Regions from separate parts of the Gasterosteus aculeatus genome. Here region 1 is linked to region 2. The links are chromatin contacts, called in public Hi-C maps. All regions are on one chromosome and are shown on one strand. The core of a region is the stretch at or near the end of the contact, and the rest is flanking DNA. Distances in the headings are between cores, read along the strand shown. Region 1 holds the start of LOC120824045 (basic immunoglobulin-like variable motif-containing protein). Region 2 holds the start of LOC120824463.

The links. A called contact is a pair of places that touch in the nucleus more often than the background predicts.
Region 1: a contact with region 2 is called in a Hi-C map of skeletal muscle, with 3 times the contacts expected there. The contact joins the promoter of LOC120824045 here to the promoter of LOC120824463 in region 2. A contact is called at or near these places in 3 of 6 Hi-C or Micro-C datasets (skeletal muscle and tail fin).

Annotation. Positions count from the first base shown.
Region 1 is chr8:20,889,288-20,894,404 of fGasAcu3.hap1.1, forward strand. It overlaps LOC120824045 (basic immunoglobulin-like variable motif-containing protein), which reads right to left and starts at 1,674. Exons shown (of 10, transcript XM_040184602.2): 1 at 1,434-1,674; 2 at 99-574. The coding sequence starts at 519. tmem131 (transmembrane protein 131) reads right to left here. Exons shown (of 41, transcript XM_040184601.2): 33 at 4,965-5,092; 34 at 4,747-4,865; 35 at 4,253-4,405; 36 at 4,007-4,157; 37 at 3,617-3,732; 38 at 3,439-3,511; 39 at 3,254-3,357; 40 at 3,018-3,169; 41 at 2,080-2,924. The coding sequence ends at 2,652.
Region 2 is chr8:20,736,429-20,741,484 of fGasAcu3.hap1.1, forward strand. It overlaps LOC120824463, which reads right to left and starts at 1,767. Exons shown (of 10, transcript XM_040185352.2): 1 at 1,615-1,767; 2 at 1,306-1,371; 3 at 653-988; 4 at 244-435; 5 at 1-14. The coding sequence starts at 1,674.

The sequences.
Region 1 (5,117 bases), core at 424-2,923, 150 kb after region 2:
CACTTCCTGTCCTGTCACACTCACTTCCTGTCCTGCCACGCTCACTTCCTGTCACGCTCACTTCCTGCCACACTCACACATCCCGGCGGGCTTCTCACTTGTCCGGATGTTTCTCGTGAGCACGGCGTTGAAGTCCCTGGTGTCGATCTCCCAGGCCAGGATCGGCTCGGCGTGACCGGAGGGCCCCTCCTCCATGTCACAGTCCCCGTCCGAGCCCGCGTGCGCCGCCCCTCCGGACTGCCCGGCGCCGAGGTCCGCGGCAGCCTCGGCCCGCCCCGCGGACGGCGCCTCGTCCCGGCGGTCGGGGCCGACGGCGTTCGGGGCCCGGTTGAGGAGAGCGTAATCGGAGCAGACGGTGTAGAACGTCTCCCTGGAGTGAGTGACCGGGCAGGTCCACGGCAGCTGGAGCTCGGCGCTCGAGGCCCTCCTCGCCATGGCGGCGTCACGGGCGAGGGAGCCGCTGGGGGAGCGCTGCGGCCCGGTGAGGTTCGACCCTTGACCCTCTGACGTGTTCGGCATTGAACCGCCTGGTGTGGGGACAGATCAGCTGGGAGGTGGAGGCCAAAGAGAAACCCTGTAAGAAAATATGGAGCCTGGATGAAATGTTAAATGGGTGTTGAACACCATCCATCGTCACACCGCTCATCCTGCACGCAGGGTCGCGGCGGGGGGAGCGGGGGGAGTCAATCCCAGCATACTTCAGGCGAGAGACGGGGGACGCGGGACACCCTGGATTGGTCGCCAGCCAATCGCAGGGCTCCACAGAGACAACCATTCACACACCTACGGGCAATTTAAAGTCACCAATCAACCTGATCCCCAGAGGAAGCCGGGGAACCCGGAGAGAACCCAGCAGACACGGGGGAGAACATGCAGACTCCACGCAGAAAGGCCACTGGGCGGAGTGGAACCCAGGACCTTCTCGCGGCGAGGCGACGGTGCTGACCACCACGCCACCGTGTCTTGAACACTCGAAACTCAAACACGATTAAAACCTTCAGCTTGTAGGCGGACTGATGGTTAATAACGAGATTAAAGCGAATGTTAGTGTCGTACCAGATGTCCGTTTAACCAGAAATGAGTGAGTCAGGTGCAAGCGAACCATTAAAGAACCAAAGTATAATATTTATTAGGGTTATTTTTGATAAATGATTGTGCGCTTTATTTTTTGACAAACTATTCCAGGATTTTCGTCATGGTGAATCCTTTTTATTTTTACAAACTATAAAAGGATTGTTTCCTTTCCAACAATAATGACTTATTTTTTCGTAACACTGGAGTATAACTTTTTTATTGAACAGGATTTTAAAATGAATATTATTTGATAATTATTAAAATTATTCTGAGGTCCTTTACAATTTGCTCCGATACACCGGTGCTACATTGGTGAACGTTACCGTGTAACATGTGATCTTTCGTGATCATCGACCGACCTGTGAAGAAAATGGGCTGTTTTTTCGCACGCAAACACGCCCAGCTGTCATTTGTCCATCGGACGTCTTCTCGCAGCGGCCGAGGACCCGCCTGGTCGACGCGGGAAGCTCTAACGACACATCGGGGTCGGTGAGCGACCGTCGGCTCGGTGAAAGTGAGAATAATGAAGGATGATTGAGAATAAATCCGACGCGTCGTTTTCCTGAAGGATCCGTCTTCACTTCCGGCTCGGGATTGCAGGGACGTACCATTCTGCGTCACAGCGGGGGTGCGGAAATATTCCGACGCCATAGACTCACACGACAACACTCGAAGTCACGACCTGTTCAGGTACAGGCGTTATTAGGCGTGTTCACACGACATATCGTATCATAAATTGGAGCATTTACTTCAAGCACAGCGTCACTCAATTTGAGTGAACGGTGGATCGATCCGACGGCTCTCGTGGTTTGAACCAATCAGAGCGCGCCGCCGGCGGCCCTTTGAACCGTCTGAGGCTGCGCGTCGTCTTCAGGCGCTTTAACGGATCGCACGTGCAGCGGTGGGTCGACGCACGGCGTCGGTAACGACCGTGAAAACTCCCGCGACCCCGTGACACCCCGAGTCTTAAATATGTTACAGAAGAAAAAAATGAAATCATCGATGTTCTGCTGAAAACCTTTATTTAAATTTGCTGACAAATGGAGGAGCTGTCGAGTACAAACCAAAAAGTGTTGATGACCAATGTTTTCTCACTGAGGGCTTGGTTGTTTTTTTAAAACGTCGATGACTCAGTTTACACTTCAGAGGCCAAATAAAATGACTTTTTCAAACCAACTTTAAAAAAAACAAGAAACCGAAATGACAAACGACACATGGCTTAAAATCAGACGTCTGTTCCAACATTAACACTGAATATCGGAGACTCTGGGCCATGAACCAATGGGAGTGCATCCGCGGAGCCAAATGTCTGCGCTGGCATTAGCACACCGTGCAAACAGCCTTTTTAAATTTTTTTTATTCACGGCCACCTGTTAAAATAAATCAAAATAAAAAATTAGCACTTCTGCCTCCGTGAATAAAAAGCTGCAGAGAACTAAACGGCTCAGCAACCTGCAGCTCTGCTGCCGAAACCCCTTTTCACACTTGACAAGGAAACATCGCTTTCGGTTGGAATCCTCCGGCTATGAAATATATGCTTTGTGTATTTAGCGTACAGAGCGCGCGCGAGCTGCAGTTTAACTGCCGTTGTCCGAGGAGCTGGGCCACGGCTCGGAGCTGCGCCGGCTCAGGGTCGGCCGCCACATGTTCCAGGGGTTGTAGGTCCGGCTCAGCTCGGTCGCGGCCGCCGGCGGCGAAGACGGGACGGGAGCGCAGACCAGGTCGCTCAGCGTCGGCGAGGTGGTCGGCGGGGGAAACGGGTGCAGCGCTGAATCCGCGCTCGTCGACCAGATGGAGCTGCTGAAGGGCGTCGTGGCGGACCAGGGGTTACGGGCGTCCCCCAGCAGGGACTGGAGAGAGACGAGAGGAACGCCGTGTCAGCTGATCGACTGACCCGCGGGTCACAGCCTCCTCACCCTAAATTATCATCATGAGGCCCTTACCGCGGTCGGGGCCGTCGGGGAGCTGGAGCTGCTGGGCCAGGAGTGCAGGGAGTCGCTGCTCGGCATGTCCCAGATGGAGGAGGCGGCGGAGCTGAAGTCGGCCCAGTTCTGCTGAGGCTCCGAGGACTTTGAGACGTTCATCCCGCTGAATACTAAACACACACACACACACGTTAGAATGTAGCCAACGACCACACGCCAGCGGCACCTCCGTTCTTCTTCGTTGGTGAACAGACCTTTGGTCAGGTTGAAAGAACTGTTGGGTCCAAAAGCAGAGAAGGAGTTGGCTGAATGGTAGTTCGGACTACTGGCCGAGTCGATGGGGCTCCACAGCCCAGAGCTGAGGCGCACAAACATGCACACGTTAGAATACCACACTTTGGTATCAACATCTGGATTTCATGTTAATTCCTCCTGGTACCTGTCGGAGCCGTCGCTCTCCACAGACATCATGTGGGCCAGAGCCTTGTCGGTTTTACCCGGACCGGAGCCACCTGAGCGGGACAGAAAAGATGAGTGTCCCTCCGGAACCACAGCGTACAGACACACACACACACACACACACACACACGTACGTACACACACACACACACACACACCTGGGCTTTTGTCATAACCAGCAGCTACAGCAGCGAAGGTGGGGTTCCCGTTTTTTCCTGGGAGAGGAACCGCTGGGGACAGTTTATTTCCTGGAGCCTTCTTTTGGTTCCCTTCACTGAGCGGAAAACAGGACGGAAATTATTTTGATTTTGGTAAATTAAAACCTCACTTCCACTTGAGACTTCAGCTCGAATGTGAAACAAACAAGCAACAACAACAACAACGTGAAGGTCGATCGAATCACTTTTAGTTTGATCATCATCTCGATACCGTTTCAGGAATTGTTAAGATGGAAAATTAAACTCGACCCTGTAAAAGCGACATGTAGCTGATCCAAACCGATCTCGTGTATATCTTTATTCATCTTTAGCTCTTTCGACGGCGGGTACCTGTTGCTGTTGAGCACGCTGCTGTAGGAGCCCCGGGACAGGAGGATGGGGGAGGTCGGGGGAGGGGTGCAGGCCCCCGCTGTGGCGGACCTCTTCAGGAAGGGGTCTGCGTTGATGGTCTGGAGGGAGATCTGCTGCAGACTGTCTGCTTCTGCAGGAGGGGAAAAAAAAGGGTGAGCGGAGGCCTGAAGCGGTGCGGGCAGGCAGACACCACGGGGGGGGGGGGGGGGGCGGGGCTTCACTCACGGACGCAGTTTTTGGAAAGCGGCACGTCCCACTCGGGAGCGGCGGAGTCCTTCTCGCCGTCGGAGCTGCTGCTGTGGCCGAGCTCGGGCATCGGGCCGCTGGACAACAACTTGGCCAACAGGGAGGGGCGGCCTTCCTCCAGCTTCCCGTCAACTAGCGGGGAAAAACCCGTCAGAGACGCAGCAGTCACCGCGGCAACGAACAAAGGGACCGCTTAAAAAAGACTCTTGGTTGGTTGGTTGGTTGGTTGTCCTTATTGGACAGAAATGTTTTAGCTCCATAATACTGGAGCGATGCCCCTGGTGGACTCCAAGACAATTACATGTTTCAGCTCATGTTCTCTTTTTTTTTTTTTAATGGGACATTTCTGTCTTCAAGGGTCTAAATGGATTTATTGTAAAATTATAGGAGCTGAGGTTCAACTAATAAAATGGTTTTTTTTTATTTTAAACTCATCCAAATGCATTTGCACAACCCAAACGGTGTGACCTCACATCTGGGTTTCTGCTGCGGCCGGCTCTTCGGGATGCTGCTCAGAGGATGCAGAGCTTTGGACGTGAAGCTCTTGCGTTGTTTGTTCTCCAGCGGCGTTACATAAGGCAGCTCCAGAGAGCTGGGAACAAAAAAGGTGGCTCATGAAAATAGGAAAAGGCCACGAACCGAAGACCGCGTGATCACACGGGGAGGGGGGGGGGGCGCCACACACACACACCTGGATTTCTCTGCCGGGTTCTCTTTCTTTGGGGGACCTGGTTTCTTGGTTTTGGGCTTGATTAGGAAATTTGGAATTTCTTCTTTTTCTTTTACTGTGACCGTCCTTCCTTTCTTTTTTACTGGTTCCTGGAAGAAGTGAACGTGTATTACA
Region 2 (5,056 bases), core at 517-3,016:
CCAGGTTTCCAGTCCTGAAACACGCAGAGAGCTTTGCTAGGTGTCCTCAAGGGACACGAGAACAGCATCCAGGTGTTGAAAACCATATTTTAACGACATGTGGACACGTGCAAACATGTTAGGGACATAGACTCCATTGTTGGGGAGCTTTTGTAAAAACAGCCATTAAATAAATTCAAGGGGATTTCTCGTCTTAATAGTCTTAACAGTTTCATTTCAGGGACGTCGTCTGGTAAACGGTACCTTGGAGTTCTGTGTCGCTGGTTGCGGCACCACAGCCACTGGACTTGTGAGCGCGCTCACATCCACGTCCTCCTGGTTGCCGTAGCCGTTGAAGAAGACTCTGCAGCGCTCTCCGTCCACAGACAGCACCGTCGCCGGGTACACCCGCCCGTCCTCCGACCACACCGCCCGACACTGAGACCCCATCACCCACTGAGAGACAGGGACACTACTGCTGAAGCCAATCGGTCAAATAGTCCGGCTGGGAATTATCGCAGCAGGTTTTATACTACGAAGGCAAAAGATGAGATGAGGCAAAAATACTAAAACTATGATGCCGATACATTAAATACACACAATATTTTCTACAAAATACAAAGTCTTGGTCCAGTTTTCCACATGAAAATCGTTTTATAAAACACACCCTCACCTTTGACTCTTTAATGGAGGATTCAGCTGCAGGTTGACGAACCGTCTGCCCTTCCTGCCTTCCATCTGGTTGTCCGTTTGTCTCTTCAGCCTGCTGTCGGTCTTCCTGTGTGTCCTGCTGTCGGTCTTTCTCTCCGTCCCTCTGTGTGTCCTGCTGTCGGTCTTTCTCTCCGTCTCCCAGTGTGTCCTGCTGATTGTCTTTCTCTCCGTCCCTCAGTGTGTCCTTCTGCCCGTCTTCCTCGGTGTCTCTCTCTTCAGCCTGCTGTCTGTCCTCCTGCTCTGGTTTCTCTGTGCCGTCCGTCTCTTCTGGCGCTGCAGGTTCTGTCGGTTCAACATGCTGCCATCCAGAATTAGAAAACACTACAATATCCGCGTTGTACTAAAGGTAAAAAACGAGGCCCATCGGATTCTAATTAAATTGGGCAAGTTTGTGCTGTCATTTGTGGGTGCAAAGTGTCAATTGTTAGAACCATGTTAATTTTTTTTTATTCTAACAATTTAATTTGATATCAGATGTGGTGTTTTTTAATCTAGTATTAAAATTGGCCGACGTTTGAATAGTTTGGTAAACTGCTCTCTTTCATGTGAAACGTTGACACATAAACTATTTGTTTCATTGGCATAAAAACTGTAAAATTAAATAACAAAACACACCTGCAAAAATTCCAAAGGGTTTTCAAAAGTTTCTATGAGTGAAGTTTCGTGTGTAACGGTCTCCGCCTGCGGACATGAGAGGTAACCGTTAGCATGTAGCGTTAGCTTTAAATGTAGCTAGCTAGCATGCTAACCGCAAAGTTCATACATATCTATGGTAAAGTGAGCCAACCGGCCGGTTGAGTGCGTGGTTGTTAGCTAGGCTGGTTAGTCAGTTAGTTAAGCTAGTTGATTGCTACCAGTTGAGCAGTTAACATATTTATGTTTTATAATTAAAAACTGAATATGAGAAACGAATAAAGACCGTACCGGCTCCACGGCCCCGCCGAGGACGGGATCTTCTGTCATTTCCGTCATGGCTGCCATCATCAACGGGAACAATCCGGGAAAGATTTAACGGACAAACCCATGCGTCAAGTTTACCGGATATTGGGAGGTCACTTCCGGATACACCTTTTCACAATAAATTATGCAAAATTAGTAAAAGAATATCAAAACATGGGGCGGCACGGTGGCGTGGTGGTTAGCACTGTTGCCTCACAGCAAGAAGGTCCTGGGTTCGATTCCACCCAGTGGCCTTTCTGTGTGGAGTCTGCATGTTCTCCCCGTGTCTGCGTGGGTTCTCTCCGGGTTCTCCGGCTTCCTCCCACAGTCCAAAGACATGCTCTGGGGATCAGGTTAATTGGGGACTTTAAATTGCCCGTAGGTGTGTGAATGTGAGTGTGAATGGTTGTATGTCTCTGTGTAGCCCTGCGATTGGCTGGCGACCAATCCAGGATGTACCCTGTCTATCGCCCGAAGTTGGCTGGGATGGACTCCAGCCCCCCCGCGACCCTGTGTGCAGGATAAGCGGTTTGACAATGGATGGATGGATGGATGGATGGATATCAAAACATGTTATGGGAAAGAAATGTCCCAAAACACAAATGTCATGGATATGAAGTCAAATTATAATGGATCAAATAGTTTTTATATATATATATATATATATATATATATATATATATATATATATATATATATATATATACATATATATATATATATATATATATATATATATATATATATATTTATTTTTTTATTTAAAAAAAAAATCTAAATATGTATGAGAATGTCATTGAATGTCCAAACATCCAAACAAGCCATAACATATCAGTTAGTTAATGTTATAGGACAAAAAGTTTGATTGTATTAGTTTGAACAATTTAATTTAAAAAAACTATAATAGTTCAAAAAAACAAAAATAATATTAGGCCAAAAAATCAAAATGGTAACTGAACAAAAACACAAAAATTAGTTTGGTTGAGAAATGAACGAACTGTGACTGAGAAAAAAAGCCAAAATAGGTCTTAAAATTTGTGAAAAAAAAGTCTAAATAAATGAAGTGGAAACATTTGATGGAAAAAAGTGTGGACGTAATAGATCAAGAAATATTGTTGAAAAATGTCAAAATAGGTCAAGAAATGTGTTGTATTTTGTTAAAACCTTGCTAGTATCCCAAAGCACCTCGTTAAAATAAAGTTATCTGATTAAGCGTGATCCAACGCTTTGACCCTGCTTTAACCACACTGATGACGACATCAACGCGTCACACGCGTTGATGTCGTCAGCTCTGATTCCTTTTAATATGAAACAACAAACAGGATCGATTTCAGAGACAAACCGGCAGCTTAAAGTCTGCAGGAACGAACTGAAAATAAAATCAGGAGGAAGCTGCTTAAAATGCAAAGTTGACATTCAGCAGCAGAGTGTGTCGACTTTCAAGGCTTTTTAGGACGTGTGAGATGGAAATGATGCCGAGAGGAAAAACTGCAGACTGCAGACGAGTGTCAAACCAGCAGGAGGGTTCACACACACACACACACACACACACACACACACACACACACACACACACACACACACACACACACACACACACACTAAAACATCAGATCTGTGTATTGTGAAATAAAAGGTTTAATTAGTCCGTTTGTGGATTCTTGGATTCACATCTGGGTCTAAATCTTGCCTCTTTAAAATGGCATTATTGAACCCTTAAAACAGCCTTGATGCTTTCAATTTGAAACTTTAATAGTCTCCTGAAAATGTATCTTAACCTTAAACGTCCGTAGATTTTAAGCTTTAAAAGAAGGAGACCTTTATTTCCCCTTTTAACACATTAAACTCTTAAACTCTGTATGAATGAAAAGCCTTTCAAAGTAAAGATAAATAAAAAGTAGAAACACACTTGGCTCACAGAAACTTCTTTTGTCTTTTATCATCACGGAAGCAGCGACAGTTTCTGAAACCTGAAAGATGTTTAATTCTAGTTTTACATTTTAAGGAACTGAACTAATATTATTCTGTAAAATGTATTGTTCTTTAGGGATGGTTTTCTGTCCCTTCATTAAACTTCCTTTTGTTAACTTAATAAAATCAGTGATTGACGACCCGCTGATCAGTGATCAATCGACCCATCGACACCTCGTAGCAGACGGATGAGACGCTTCACGCGACGATTCCTTGACTTTCCTCTCCAACTTTCTTTTACTCTTGAAAACTTTCTTTTAAACTATTTTTTTAAGAAGCAATACTTTATCATTAATATGCTCCCCTTTATTACCATAAAATCACAATCTTTCTATAATAAACTTCATTTACATCATGAAGCCTCTGAGCATTTAGATCTAAAAGTACATTTTGTCCGTATTAAGTGTATTTGTTTATAAAGTAATACTCTAGTATTTAAATTCTTTAAACTTTAACCTGATACGTTTACATATTTCTATATATTTTAGCTTCGCACCTTTAAGGTTTTTTCACTTGGTTGAACTGAATGTTTTTAAGATCAAACTCTCAAATGTTATGGACATTTTTATTTGATTTACTTCAAGTATTTGTTTTCTGTATCTTTTTGGTTCTAAATTAATCGTTTAAAAGTTTCCATCAGATGATTATTTCTTCCCTCATCGTTAATCAGGAGTTTATCACCAAGGGATAGAGATTTAGGTATTGATCACTTATTGTTTTCATCAGAGCAGCACAAGGTCATGTGATCAGCCCTCATCATCATTGTGATTGACTGCTAACAGGCTTCATCAATAATCAATCTCACCTTTCACGTCTCCTTCAGAGTTCACATTGAAGGGTCTTTTGTGTCTTTTACTTGTATTGAAAAGGTTCAATAATGTGTTTTTATTGTGGTTAACAAGCTTGTGACCAAAAAACAAACACTTTAATATATGAACAATTTTAAAAACAAGGTATTGTAAATGTTTACAATATTCAATGTGGGTCATGTTTACAATAACGTTATAAAAATGTTAAACCTTTATTTTAAATCAAAAGTTTACTATCAAGACAAACCCGAATAGTTTAAGATCCCCGTAAACTTGAACAGAGCAGCAAAGTTGCTTAACCTTTAACTTTATGGCTTCACATCAAAAGAAGGATGTTTTACGGTGAGAGAAAAGTGTTCTACTTTCCTTTGTAGTTTTAATGATAAACTGTGAAGAACGCGGAGTTAATAAAAATAATAAACTGTATGATTTTGTTGAGAATTCAAGGAGAAAAATAACACAATTGTACATTTCAACCGAAATGTTATTATTTAAAAACATTTCCACTCATAGTTACTGACGGTCTTAAAATCCTCCTGTAGGAACCGGATCAGACCAGCAGGTGGCAGCAGAGAACCAGGCGAGGATTTTAATCTCTACTTTACCCCCAACTTCAACTAATAACTTCCTATTTTATAGATTATGAA